Regions from separate parts of the Drosophila melanogaster genome. Here region 1 is linked to region 2. Evidence: chromatin contacts called from public Hi-C data. All regions are on one chromosome and are shown on one strand. The core of a region is the stretch at or near the end of the contact, and the rest is flanking DNA. Distances in the headings are between cores, read along the strand shown.

The links. A called contact is a pair of places that touch in the nucleus more often than the background predicts.
Region 1: a Hi-C map of the Kc167 cell line shows a contact between it and region 2, with 2.0 times the contacts expected there. The contact joins the promoter of CG2694 here to the promoter of Zw10 in region 2. A contact is called at or near these places in 30 of 107 Hi-C or Micro-C datasets (the D17-c3 cell line, the Kc167 cell line, the ML-DmBG3-c2 cell line and 9 more) and 2 of 6 datasets of contacts at active chromatin or transcription factors (both in the Kc167 cell line).

The regions. Positions count from the first base shown.
Region 1 is chrX:2,710,737-2,717,558 of dm6, forward strand. CG2694 reads left to right here and starts at 3,343. Exons shown (of 7, transcript NM_166950.3): 1 at 3,343-3,501; 2 at 3,588-3,717; 3 at 3,775-3,870; 4 at 4,041-4,544; 5 at 4,602-4,697; 6 at 4,778-5,969; 7 at 6,030-6,822. The coding sequence starts at 3,394. The coding sequence ends at 6,372. CG2685 reads right to left here and starts at 3,224. Exons shown (of 5, transcript NM_130667.4): 1 at 2,942-3,224; 2 at 2,760-2,885; 3 at 2,598-2,695; 4 at 1,357-2,534; 5 at 1,020-1,286. The coding sequence starts at 3,005. The coding sequence ends at 1,094. CG2681 reads left to right here. Exons shown (of 3, transcript NM_130666.2): 2 at 1-165; 3 at 235-932. The coding sequence ends at 810.
Region 2 is chrX:2,601,239-2,608,075 of dm6, forward strand. Zw10 (Zeste-white 10) reads left to right here and starts at 2,959. Exons shown (of 2, transcript NM_080162.4): 1 at 2,959-4,414; 2 at 4,476-5,586. The coding sequence starts at 3,065. The coding sequence ends at 5,291. Klp3A (Kinesin-like protein at 3A) reads right to left here and starts at 2,814. Exons shown (of 6, transcript NM_080314.3): 1 at 2,442-2,814; 2 at 1,681-2,360; 3 at 1,456-1,607; 4 at 1-1,384. The coding sequence starts at 2,360. It overlaps Smyd3 (SET and MYND domain containing, class 3), which reads right to left. Exons shown (of 5, transcript NM_080029.4): 3 at 6,732-6,837; 4 at 6,024-6,486; 5 at 5,442-5,958. The coding sequence ends at 5,588.

The DNA of each region.
Region 1 (6,822 bases), core at 2,093-4,592, 110 kb after region 2:
TACAACTTCGCCTACGAGGTGACGGTGCTGCTGCCAGACAACGAGGCGCTGTCCATGACCCAGAAGTTTCCCGTGCACAGCGAGTACGACAAGGACATCCTCATGGAGGGCACATGTGTCAGCATTCCGCTGACGGAGCTTAACCGCTTTCTGGACCAGGACAAGGTGAGGGAGTACTTAGCACCAAATGTCCAGCATTCTAACTAATCCACTCATTCGACGACCACCCGGCAGGTTCTTCATTACCGCGTGAGTGTGCTGGCGGTCAAGTCGCCGCGTCGCGCAAAACCACCTCGCCAAAATCTGCCGCAGCCGGCGGACCTGGAACAGGCCCCGAATGGAGGCGTCAACGTGAAGAGCGTGCCGACCAACATGATCATTACGCGCACCTACAAGGAGGCCATCGGCGAGGTGACCAAAGCGGATGTGGCCAGTCCGGACTCGGAGGAGGATCCGGCTGCAGCCGACGGCGCTGGGGCCATTGGAGCCGACGGAGCCGGCGGTGTGGAGCTCGAGCGCAAGTGGGGCACACCGCAGCTGCACTTCAATCGGAAATATCTGCGGAACACTCTGAACGATGCCACGCCCGCGGAGGATGAGCTGCGTCCGCTGGCCGCCGATCTGCGCAATGGAAATGGCGACGATAAGCTCTCCCAGTGCAGCAACAGCACGAGTTACACGAAAAAGGTGTCGGATTCGCTGCGAAGAAGCTTCCGGGCACTCAAGGCGGATATCGTGGAGCTGCGCCCGTTCAGCAAGAAGGCAGTCAGGGATGGATCGACCTCTCCGGTCCAAAGCAATGGCAAGTAGTGATTCCGTGTGTGTGCCTTTTCTAATTCGTCAACAGTCGCAAGAGTTGAAAGCATGTAAATATAGCAAATGTTTTAATCTATTGTATATGTACTAAAACCGAAATAAATAAAATAAAAAATAAAAAAAAAAAAACAAATTATACTCCACACACGTTCGTTACTTGAATCTCAGTCCGTAGCAAGCTGCGAATGAAACGAGTTTGGTTTGGTATTGGTTTGGATGACACGTTTTATCTAGGACTTAGACTACTCAGCTACCACTACGCGACTCCTTTTGCGTGCTACAGCAAGCCCTGCATCTCGTTCATGAACTGCAGATAGGCGTCATCCTTGGTGGGCGGCTTGCTGTGCGCCTCGGAGTGGGCGTGGTGTCCATCGTTGGCCGCATGCCTGGGCCTCGCCGTGCGTCGCTGATCCTCGCGCTTCACTCGCAACGTGGACGGTACAAAGCGGGTGACATCCGCACTCAGATTCCTAATGAGTAAGTTTGGAATGTTTAGTAATGGGAATTGGTTCTACTGCGCCGGAAAGTCATCGAACCCACCTGATTTGTGGCTTGGCTGTAATAGTGGCCACACCCTTGGCTGACTCCTTTGGTGCACCTGCGCCGCCTCCCTGCTTATTGTGGTGCGCAAGGCGCGGAGGCAGACCTGGCGGCGGTCCTGGTGGCATCCTGATGCCCATGCGCGGTATTGGTCCCAGGCCATGCGGTGCCCTGGGTCCTGGCGGCGGTCCAGGTGGCATGCGTATGCCAAAGCCGGAACCCGGGTGAGGAGGTCGCATGGGTGGAGGTCGGTACATTATGCCAGGTGGCCCAAGATTAGGAATTGGCGGTAGGTGTGGCAGCTGTGGCGGCGCAGGCACAGACGACGCTGGTGGCAGCGGAATAGTCGGCAATGTGGGCGCTGTCGGAGGAGCTGGCGCGGGTGTCGCTGTAGATGATTTGACTGATGCTGGCTTGGTCGGCACTTCGGGCATATTTTCATCCTCATCCTGGTCATCGTCGTCCTCATCGTCCGTACTGCTGGCGGTTCTCTTATCGGAGTCAGATGTTCGTTCCTCTATCTTATCTATATCTTTCCCATCGTCCTCCTCCCGCTTTTTGTCGGCCTCGTCCTCTTTAGCCGCCAGTTTTCGATGCTTACGCTTGTGCACATGCTCCATTTCCTTCATGAAGTCGTCGATATTTTGGTTATTTGGCTCGGTGGCCTCGCTGTTCTTGTCCTTCTCTTTATCCTTGCCCTTCTTCAATGGCTCTGGCTCCTCCTCCTCGCCCTCACCATCGTAGTCAGTATTTCCCTCGGCATCGGAATTGAGTTCGGAAAAGGCAAACAGATCTGGCGGCGGTCCCGGCGGGACACCCAGCCAATCCTTTTGCTCGTTCTCCTTCGATTTCTCCACTTGCGCCTCGCTGGCTAAATCGCTATTTCTGGACACGCCTGGTGGAGCGCCTGGAGCATAAGGCGGCAGTGCCATTGTCATGGGCGGTGGGGGAAGGCGTATGACAACGGATGCGCCGAATCCCGCAACCACCGATCCGCCAGTCGTTTCGGTAGAACCGCCTGACACGGCAGACACCGGAGCGGGCAGTGGAATTTCGTCAATCTGGACGCTCTGGGCGTGCTTAACGCTTTCGTAGTACTGCTGCTTCTTCAGGCGCTTCTTCTCATACTCCACCTCCTTGCGCTTGAGGTCCGCCCAGTGCTCCGGCTCGTCATTGTGCTGGAAGATGGATATTTCAGTTGTTAGGTGGACTACACTATTATCGTGCCGAGTTGGTCTTACATAGAGTCGCATTACGCGGTCGAATGTTTCCTTCAGCTTTTTGCGCTTGTCGCGCAGCACCTTCTCGTTCAGCGGCGATGGTTGCAGAACGTTGTACTCTGCAAATTGTAGACGCTGCATGAGTGGCTGACGCGAATCCTGCAGGCTCGATGGACTACTCACCCATCTCGTCGATCTTCTCCATCTCCTCAAGTATCTGTGAAGGATCCTTGTTCTTCAAAACGGCGGCCCGCACCATTTGGCGCTGTTTCTTGTTCTTCTTGAGCTCCTTCTTGCGGGCCTCCTTGCCTGAAAGGTGCAGCATGGTGGATTCAACATATCGAGCTAAAAAGGATCATACTTACGCGCCTGGTCCGTGGGATTCATGTACTTTCCACTCTTCGTGGTGTTTATGGAGCGGCGTCCCATCTTGCTGGCTATTTCTTGTTGCTGCAACTAAACGAATGACTTCACCTAAACGCCGGCGCTGCAATATTGTTACCGGCGTTTTTTTCCTGCCCAACGTCCTAATTTGCTTTTATAATATCACTTTCAATTGATTTATTTATATTTTTATTTATTTATTCGTTTGCAGCTCGATAGGCCGATACACGCGCAGGCTGATATCGATAAAAACAGAACAGTAAGCACTAGAGCTCGAAGTGTGACCAACAAAATTTGGCGGGGAATAGCTAACATCCCATACGCTCAAAAGTTTTCTCCGATGTTTTTCATCACTAGCCAGGATTAGAAAAACGATAGACGATTATTACCGCCACATAGGTAACGCGGCAACAGACGCGAAATTGCCAGTACGATGGCATTCGAGAGCTCTGCACAGCAGTTAAAGATTCCGGACGAAAGGATGAATGCACAGTTGAACAATAGTGGCGTACAGGTAGGATGTGAACCAGTCGCCAGCCAGGTCAGTCAATCCTAAGCCCATTTGGTTGATTTCATGTAACCGCGTGCAAGGCGTCGCAATCCCATGTCCTATTCACACCCAATCAGATACCGGGCGCGCTGATAAGGATTTCAGACGATTTCCTTACCTCCACGCCGGGAGAGGGCCAGAAGGACGTGCCCACCACGGAGAGCACAAAATTGCAGAACCTGCACAGCCGCAAGCTGTGGGACATAGGTAATAACAATGTTATCTACTTGACACCTGCATTTTCATTTCGTTTTCATGATGCAGGTCCTGGTTCCATTCATGGCGAGGGGAAGACACCGAAGTTGGCCGTGAAGCGTCTCTGGCCAGGCTGCGGGGACGACGAGCCGAACGCCAAAAAAGGTAAGTGGGTCTGGTTATGGGAATATGGGATATCGGGCAGCCCAAGCTAAATTCATGCAGGCAACTAGCTGTGCTTGTGCTTTTTAAGTCATCCCAATAACCGGCCTCAAACTTTCCCGCTATCAGTCAACATTGCCGTTTACAGAGCTTCTCGTGCCGTTGTTTTTCAGCACTGGCATTCGAGCAATTTGTGTCGATATACGATAGGAAAATAACGCCGCTACCTCAAATCGAAAAAAGTCAAAGCCGCAAACAAAATAACGAATTCGATTTCGCATTCGAAATGTCCGCGAAGCCAAGTGCCAATTCGGAGGACATCCTTCTGGCCGGCCTGCTCCAGGACTGGAAACTAGAGGACCATGACAACGCACAGATTGGCTGCGACCCAGCGCCCATGCCGGCCAGTCAATCCGAATTGGCACTGGTTCATTTGAAGTTGCCGTGCAAGACGCCCCAATCCCAGCCCCAGGTGGAAGCCCATCAAAATGCTTCAGTTGCGACCGTCAACAGCGACAGCGGAAGCATAATACTAGTGTCCGATGATTCCTCAGCTACGGCGTGCAGCTTCCTTCACTCGTCCGAGCTCTGTAACTCCTCCGACTTCGAAGAACTGCGCAAGGAGTTCACCGAGGACTCCTCATACATCGATCTCTCACTTGATTCGGGCAGCAGCAGTGAGTGCCGATCAATCAGTAATAACAATAATAATTATAACACTGCGAATGCAATAGATCCTAGTGCCATTGAAACCGACATGAAGACACACAAACTGGGCGCGAAGCGCAGATCGCCGCAGACCAAGGGCGATGTGTTGGCCAAAAAGATTTGTGAGTAAGAGGTCGAATTGATCTGCAACCTTAGGGGCACCTGCTCTAGCTAAACCATTTACTAAATTGCTACTACGCAGCTTACCAGAATCTGAACGAGATGAACATCTCCTCGAATCAACCCGTGGTGACGCGCAGTGGTCGTGTTGTGGTCTCACGTCCGAACCAGCAGTTTGACTACTCCTCCTCCTCCCAGTCGAAGGGCGATGGCGAGGAGGACTCCGACGAGGTGTCACTGGATGCCGACGACGATGAGTATGAGGGAGAAGATTTCGATCAGCTCAAGTGGACGGAGCGCAAACGGCGTAGCTTTAGAAACACCAGCTTAGCCTTCAGCCCCGATGGCAGCCGCTCGTCGCCGGAGGCAACACCTCCGATGGTCTATGTCGAATTGGGCGGCAAAATCGTGATCATTAGGGATAAACCACAGCCCAATATCGTTCTGGAAGACGATAAGGAACTCAAGACGCAGATGCACAAGTTTTTGGGTCTGATTCCATCACGTCGCAAGCTCTTCGATCCGTCGGAATACAATATGGATCGGGGGGATATTGAGATGGATGTGTACGTACCGACCAGTCTTGTTACCAATCCATCACCTAGGTCCTCACCAAGCCCAGTTACTCCATCGGCCAGGTCACGAATATGGCAGGAAACAACGCCGACATCCATTTGCTCCAACTTGAATTTATCGCATACCTACACACCGACCGTGAATGAGCTCCAGACTAAGCACATGGATGACTCTATAATCCAGGTGAATTTGGACTGCTTTCAGAAGAAAACACCAGACTCTGTCAAGGAGCCCATTGATCTAAGCGAGCTTCCCAGCCAAAAGCAACTAGCCACCAACTGCCGCCGCCACAAGAGCTGTGTAGCCCGCCTGGAGCGGCACCCACATTTCTACGGTTTCGTCCAGTCGCTCAGACCGTCAGTCTCGCTCAACATGTGCCATCCGCTGGCCCTCACCTTCCGGCGGACCAATTTCCAGCAATCTAAGGTGGCACTGGCCAAGGTTCTGTTCAACATGTTCAATCACGCGGTCTTCCACTGTGGCCTGCAGGTGCCCATTGTTTGGAAGCACGCAATGAAGAAGCGCTGGAAATGCGAGCTTGGCTTCGACGCCTCCGGCAGGCGCACAGCACAGATCCTGCTTCTGCACAGCATAGACACTGCGGCCGAGCTTATCTATCTCCTGCTGCACGAGATGTGCCATGTGGCGGCTTTCCTGTTCAACCGGGAGTTGGGTCACGGCGACAACTGCCGCAGATGGTAAGATCATTACTTTCTATACATTTAATGTGTCATCACTTATCTGTGCCCATTCCTCAGGACCTACCAGGCGAAGATGGCCTTTCCGGAGGTGCCCGCCCTCATGGAGTGCATAGCTAGCTTCATGTATACGTGCAGCATGTGCAGCCGTTCCTCCTACGGCTTGGCCGACTTGAAATCGTACAACATACGCTGCTACTACTGCCAGTTCGAGGTGAGCGTGAAGCCCGTTAGCAAGGCGAACATGCACGAGGGCGCCCGTTCCGATCGGACGATGACACCGTTCAAGTGTTTCATCCGTGACAAGTATTTGAAGCTGGGCGCGGAGGGGGGCGTCACACACTCCTCGAAGATGGCGCTACTCAACGAAATGTTCGCGAAGATGACAGCCGCCACGGAATAGCTGGCAGCTGTCTAGCGGCTAGCACACAACTTGAAGAATATATTTTATAAGTACTATATGAACAACCATGGAAGGCGGCCCCATCAAAATGGAGCAGCCTCCAGTGAAAACGAACACGCTGTGACCTACTTTATATACCTACCTACATTTTATACAAACTTCTATAACCTGTACAATGGCGCTATATGGGATGGGGGGCTCCACGGAGCCCCAGAATCCCGAGAAGGCGTTCGTCAGCTAGTCTACGTGTTAACTAGTATATACTTTTATGTTTAACTAACAAATTACATGTGAATACTACTACAGTAAGTCTCGTCGGAACGCTGGTGGCTATTGAAATAGCATGTCGCTGTTTTTTTTCTACGGAATCAAATGAGAAATCAAAACAATTTAATATGAGAAACCATCATAGTCGCATGTTTGAAGAAATGGAAGGCATTGTTTGTTTGT
Region 2 (6,837 bases), core at 1,709-4,208:
CGCTCGAGAGCATCCTTCAGCCTCTTGTTGGCAGCCAGTGCCTCCTCGCACTTGCGCTTGAGGACCTGGCGCTGCTTGGAGTGCAACGTCTGTTGGCGCACAATCTCCGATTGCATTTTGCGGTCCTTGCTCTTTAGTTGGGTTAGCTCCTTTTCGCGAACCATCTTCCATTGGCGGAACTTCTCGGACTCACCACGCATTGCTCGTATGAGCTTCACCTTGGATTCCTTCATGGTGCGGATTTCGGTACTTAGATTTTGAATCTTTTCACGCTCCTTGTCTCGTATCTTTAGCAAGTTGGCCTGCGTGATCAGCTTCCGGCGCAGATCGGAGATCTCCTGCTCCAGGAGCTGCAGGCGTTTGCGTCGCTCCTCCGCCAATTTGGCAGATATATCTTTGCTCTTAATGTTGCGCAGCTGATCCATGAGGTCTCGTCGCTCCGCCTCGAGATCGTCGATCTTTTGGTTGCACAGCCGCAACTTGACATCCTCGTCATCCGAATCCAGTCTGCTAAAGTTGCGCATAATACGCTCGTGCAGCTCCTGTTTGAGATCCAGCTGGCGATTGATGTTGCGCAGTTCGCCAGCGAAGTTCATTTGCTTGTTGGTATACTCCTCCGAATGGGAATGCAGCATTTCATGGACCTCATCGCCGCCGCTTTCCCCGCCTTCTGTATGGGAACGACTGCTCAGTCGCTGGCGTGACTCATGGCCCTGGGACTCCAGCTCCTCCTGAGTGCGTTGCAATTCTACGTGCACTCGATTCACCAGCAGTGAGAAATCACGCATCTCATTGTCACCATTTGTATTTTCGTTTCCAAATTGCGCCTGTTCTCTTTGATCCAGTTTGTTCTTTAGCTCCGACACATGGCTTCGGAGTTTATCGTGTGCCTGCTCGGCGATGTGGGCACGCATTTCTTTCTCGGTGAGATCGAGCAACGACTGATGAAGCTCTTGCTGTAATTTCCTATTCCTGTCCTGCAGGGTGCGCACCTGTTCCTTAAGCCGCTGGATCTCGGCTGCATTGGCCATTGAACCAGCTAGTGACTCCTCACAGGGAATGGCACCCAAGCCTGCGGCTCCAACAGCGCTAATTAAGGAACTGCTCATCTTGCCGCCCGACAATAGCTCTACACGCAGCTTTTGGATGACGTCCTTCAGCATATTAACCTCCGCCGCATGCGGATCGAGATTGACCACTGGCTTGTTTTTGATTTGCAGTGCTCGATCCGCATAGCGTAGGGTGCTCAATGTCTCGGCCACGTTGTAGTCGGCGGGACTGACGCAAGCAATCATCAGCGTAATGGAATTACCGCCCAGGGAGTCCTGCAGCAGACGCGTCAGCTTGGACTGGCGATAGGGTATGTAGCCAGCGGCCTGGCCAGCTGCAATTTATATGGAATATATAAAAATGGAGATCAATTTTCAAGCCAGTGGCTAAATGATAGATACTCACATCCCAGGGCATTGATCACGTTGCCCAGGGCCAGAAGACCCTTATTGATGTTCACACCCTCTTTGAACCGATCGCCGCTGGCTAGGGTCTTTGAGCAGCGTTCAGAACCAGCCAGATCCACCAGGTTGAACCTGGACGTGGTAACGGATTGCCTATCGGAGATTGGAGGTCAAATGTGTATAAGCATTAAGTATTCTAACGAGGTGATGGCGGCCCACAACATACTTGCCGTCCAGCTTGGTGGCTACTAGCGTCAATGTGAATATGGCATGGGATCTTGAAGAGGTTTCATTCATAGCCGTGGCGGCCACAGCCCGTCCGGCTGAGCCGCGGATCAGATGATCGGTCACTTGCTGGGCGGATGTGACCACTAGCTCGGTGAGGCCCGGCATGATAATACGGTTCTTGACCTCCCTGATGTCTACGGTGGCCTTGTCCCGAGTTTTCGACGAAAAAAGGTCATAGAACTGCTCCTGGTAGAGCTCCACAAAAGAGCATGTGACAGCAAAACGAAATTCGCTCTGCATTTCCGCAATGGCTGTGAATATATCATGAACGGCGCGTGGTATAACGCCCACATGGTCATCTAACACTCCGTTGAAGGCGGTGCCCATAGTGTAGGTCTTTCCGGAACCCGTTTGTCCATATGCCAAGATTGTTACGTTATAGCCATTTAACAGCTTTTTCACTTTGGCCTGTACACACGTCTCGAATAGATCCTTTTGCGAGTCGTCAATGTCGAAGACATAGTTGTACGTATACGACTCATTCCGGTTGACTGTAACCTGTGGCGCTCCATCCGCCGATCGTTCGACGGCAATCCGGCAGCCGCGATCCAACTCGGACTGCACCAAGGGGCGCACGCGCAAGGCCACTGCCACACAGCTGGGATCCTCGCTGGACATCTGGGGGTAGGGGGAGGGAAGGACAATCATAACATTCCATCACCTTTACCGCCATCTCGACCAACACCACCAACCACTTACCTTCTCTGGGGCACAGCAAGTCCGACTTTGGTTAACTGATCAACTGGTTAGCACTTACAAAAACTTAGAATTTTGGTTGGTCTAGATTTTGGAGCAACGCGGCTTCTCCACGCGCAGCCCGGCACTCTCAATGAATTCGATTTTTGGATCAAGGAACTAAACTAATGAAACGCGACGCTAAGAAGCAAATGCATTTCTGCCAGTATTTTTAAAAATGGCGTTGTTATCGATTCGTTGCAGATGTCGATTAGTGGCGCGATCGACGGAGGTGCCGGTGTAGAAAGATTTCGATTTTTTTATAATTTGGCTCTTGAATAGCACATTTGCAAAAATGTGGTTGGACGATTTGTGCACGCCGATTTGACAAAATGAATCATTGACAGTGTATCTACATACTTATACATAAAAATAAAAGCTACCTAGATCTACAACTATTTTAGCTACTGCCAGTGATAAGAGCCCAATTCTTGTCAACTAGCCAATTCGCCGATAGCCGATAGCAGACAGCCGCACATATCTATCGCTTTTTTGAACAATCGTTGGTAGCAACAGGGAATTGCAGAAACCAGTTGTCTTGGGTTTCGCAAGAATTGGAAAAGGAGGATCTGGTCAAAGAGCAGGACATGGAGGAAGAGGCGCCGCGGTTCAATGTGCTGGAGGAGGCGTTCAACGGCAATGGGAACGGGTGCGCCAACGTGGAGGCCACCCAATCGGCCATATTAAAAGTGCTGACGCGCGTTAATCGCTTCCAGATGCGCGTCCGCAAGCACATCGAAGACAACTACACGGAGTTTTTGCCCAACAACACGTCGCCGGACATATTTCTGGAGGAGTCGGGGTCCTTGAATCGCGAGATTCACGACATGCTCGAGAACTTGGGTTCCGAGGGACTGGACGCCTTGGACGAGGCGAATGTCAAGATGGCGGGTAACGGCAGGCAGCTGCGAGAGATCCTTTTGGGTCTGGGTGTCAGCGAGCATGTGCTAAGGATCGACGAGCTGTTCCAGTGCGTGGAGGAGGCCAAGGCCACCAAGGATTACTTGGTGTTACTGGACCTTGTCGGTCGTTTGAGGGCTTTCATCTATGGCGATGATTCCGTTGACGGGGACGCGCAGGTGGCCACGCCAGAGGTTCGACGCATCTTTAAGGCTCTCGAGTGCTACGAGACCATCAAGGTGAAATACCATGTACAGGCATATATGCTGCAGCAGAGCCTCCAGGAGCGCTTCGATCGCCTGGTGCAGCTGCAGTGCAAATCCTTTCCCACATCGCGTTGCGTCACCTTGCAGGTGAGCCGGGATCAAACGCAGCTGCAGGATATTGTGCAGGCTCTCTTCCAGGAGCCCTACAATCCGGCGCGCCTCTGCGAATTCCTGCTGGACAATTGCATAGAACCGGTGATCATGCGCCCAGTGATGGCCGATTACAGCGAAGAAGCCGATGGTGGCACCTACGTTCGATTGTCGCTTTCCTACGCCACCAAGGAGCCCAGCTCAGCGCAGCTTCGCCCGAACTACAAGCAGGTCTTGGAGAACCTCAGGCTGCTGCTGCACACGCTGGCCGGGATCAACTGCAGTGTGTCCAGGGACCAACATGTTTTTGGCATTATTGGCGATCATGTGAAGGATAAAATGCTGAAATTACTGGTGGACGAGTGCCTGATACCAGCTGTGCCCGAAAGCACGGAGGAGTATCAGACATCCACGCTGTGTGAGGATGTCGCCCAGCTGGAGCAGCTGCTTGTAGACTCATTCATCATCAATCCCGAGCAAGATCGAGCCCTAGGGCAGTTTGTAGAGAAGTACGAGACCTACTACCGCAATCGGATGTATCGTCGAGTTCTGGAAACGGCGCGGGAGATCATCCAGCGCGATCTGCAGGACATGGTGCTGGTGGCGCCCAACAACCACTCAGCCGAAGTGGCAAACGATCCCTTCCTCTTCCCACGCTGCATGATCTCGAAAAGTGCTCAGGTAAGTCGTTCGCTAAACGAAACGATTGATTACGCACTAATGGATTCATTTTCGCCGGCAGGACTTTGTCAAACTAATGGACCGCATTCTTCGCCAGCCCACGGATAAACTGGGCGACCAAGAGGCCGATCCCATAGCCGGCGTCATTTCCATCATGCTGCACACCTACATCAATGAGGTGCCCAAGGTGCACCGCAAGCTGCTCGAGAGCATTCCACAGCAGGCCGTCCTGTTCCACAACAATTGTATGTTCTTCACACACTGGGTAGCGCAGCATGCGAACAAGGGCATCGAAAGCTTGGCGGCGCTGGCCAAGACACTGCAGGCCACCGGTCAGCAGCATTTCCGCGTGCAGGTCGACTACCAATCCTCCATCCTGATGGGCATCATGCAGGAGTTCGAGTTCGAGAGCACGCACACGCTGGGCTCTGGTCCACTGAAGCTGGTGCGTCAGTGCCTTCGCCAGCTGGAGCTGCTGAAGAACGTGTGGGCCAATGTGCTCCCGGAGACCGTGTACAATGCAACCTTCTGCGAGCTAATCAACACATTTGTCGCCGAGCTAATCCGTCGAGTGTTCACGCTGCGCGACATTTCCGCACAGATGGCCTGTGAGCTGAGCGATCTCATTGACGTGGTGCTCCAGCGGGCGCCCACGCTTTTCCGCGAACCAAACGAGGTGGTCCAGGTGCTCTCTTGGCTTAAGCTGCAGCAACTGAAGGCCATGCTGAACGCGTCGCTCATGGAGATCACAGAGCTGTGGGGCGACGGCGTCGGCCCGCTGACCGCCAGCTACAAGTCGGATGAGATAAAGCACCTAATCAGGGCGTTGTTCCAGGATACGGATTGGCGGGCCAAGGCCATTACGCAGATTGTATAGGGCGCGTGCGCCTTTTTTGCGAGCGAGGAATGTTGAACGGCGGATAGACATCACATTTGAGGTGGTAAACGGAGTCTAAATTTGATGATCACCATCAATGTGTCCTTACTTTAATTCCTTGAATTGTTTACCACAAATGCCAAAAGTAATAGAATTTGATAATCTTTAATTCTCCGAATGGTTTCTGTTGTACATAGAAAAGTAATTATCCACAAAAATCCATTCCATTCTTCCCGCAACGCAACACAATATTTAACTTAAGACTTATTTAAATGAATAAAAACAACTAAATCCCATTAGTGCGCCTCTTGTCGCGCTTGTAGAACGAGCATGTATAGCTGCTCAGTAAGCAGTCTGTGATCTCGGCCGTGGGTGACGGTTAGGATGCGTTGGGCCTCCTCCAGATGGTGCAGTGCCTCCTTGGAATGGCCCTCGTAGAGCTGAATCTTGCCCAGCTTCATGTGAAGCAGGCCCAATAGCGGATTCCAGGGTCCGTGGTATTTTCGAAAGCCTGGCAGCAAACGTTGCCCGTAATCCAGGGCGTCGCTCCACTTGCCCACTTCGATGGCTGCTTCGAAGGCCGCATCGAGCGTCTTGACGTACCACACATTCAGGGGATGGAACACGCCAGTCTGCTTGTCCAGACACACCTTGCACACATCGAGATCTGTGATCGAGAGAGTGAAAATGTGCTTATTATGGAGCTAATTCCATTTCGTCGCATCTACTCACAGGCCACGTCCTTCATGTTCTCCAGATTGTGCCGGGTCAGAGTCATCGCCTCGTTGAAGGCATTTCTCAACTTGGGACTGATGCCGGCATCGCATCGCGGGCAATTATTGCGGTCCACACTGATTCCCGCACCGCAGTTGCGATTGGGACACAGGGCAGCCAGCATCTCCTTCGATTCCTTGGCATCCGTGCACTTGCTGCACACGCATAGGAAGTAGTAGTGCTCCTTGAGGTCCAGACGCCTCTGCTCCGGCGTATTGAGCAGGTCGATGTAGCTGATGAAGATTTTCGACCAGTCCAGGCATTCCATGTCCTCGATCGCGTGGACGTGCAGCTCGTTGCCCTCGAAGGTGGCGACCGCATTTGGCTGGCAGCTATGGTCCGTAATCGAGACGCCCAGATATATGGCCGTGGCAATTGAGTTCATCTCGGCGTCCAAGATATTGAAGCCATTGGTGATCAGCTGCAAAGAGCAGAGAAGAAAGAGCATGAGCTCCCGCGTAACTGTGCGCCGGGGAATGTGAACCGAAGCCCTTCCTAGATAATCAATTGACTGGCAGAGCGCCAGGCATACATCATTGATTGCTATCTAATTTGGGCGACCAGGAGCGGCTGCATACGCAAGCGTCTTGGTTTCTCGATTCAGTACCAGTGCGATGAATCGCCCAATCCGCTCCTGCTCGCTCGCACAGGTGCCTGCACACTTACGCGACCATAGATGCTCATCAGTTCCGTCTTGTTTGGCACCGTGCTGGGACTCTCGGCCATCATATCGGTGAGGACGGCATGCAGCGAGTCCAAGTGCTCCAGTCGC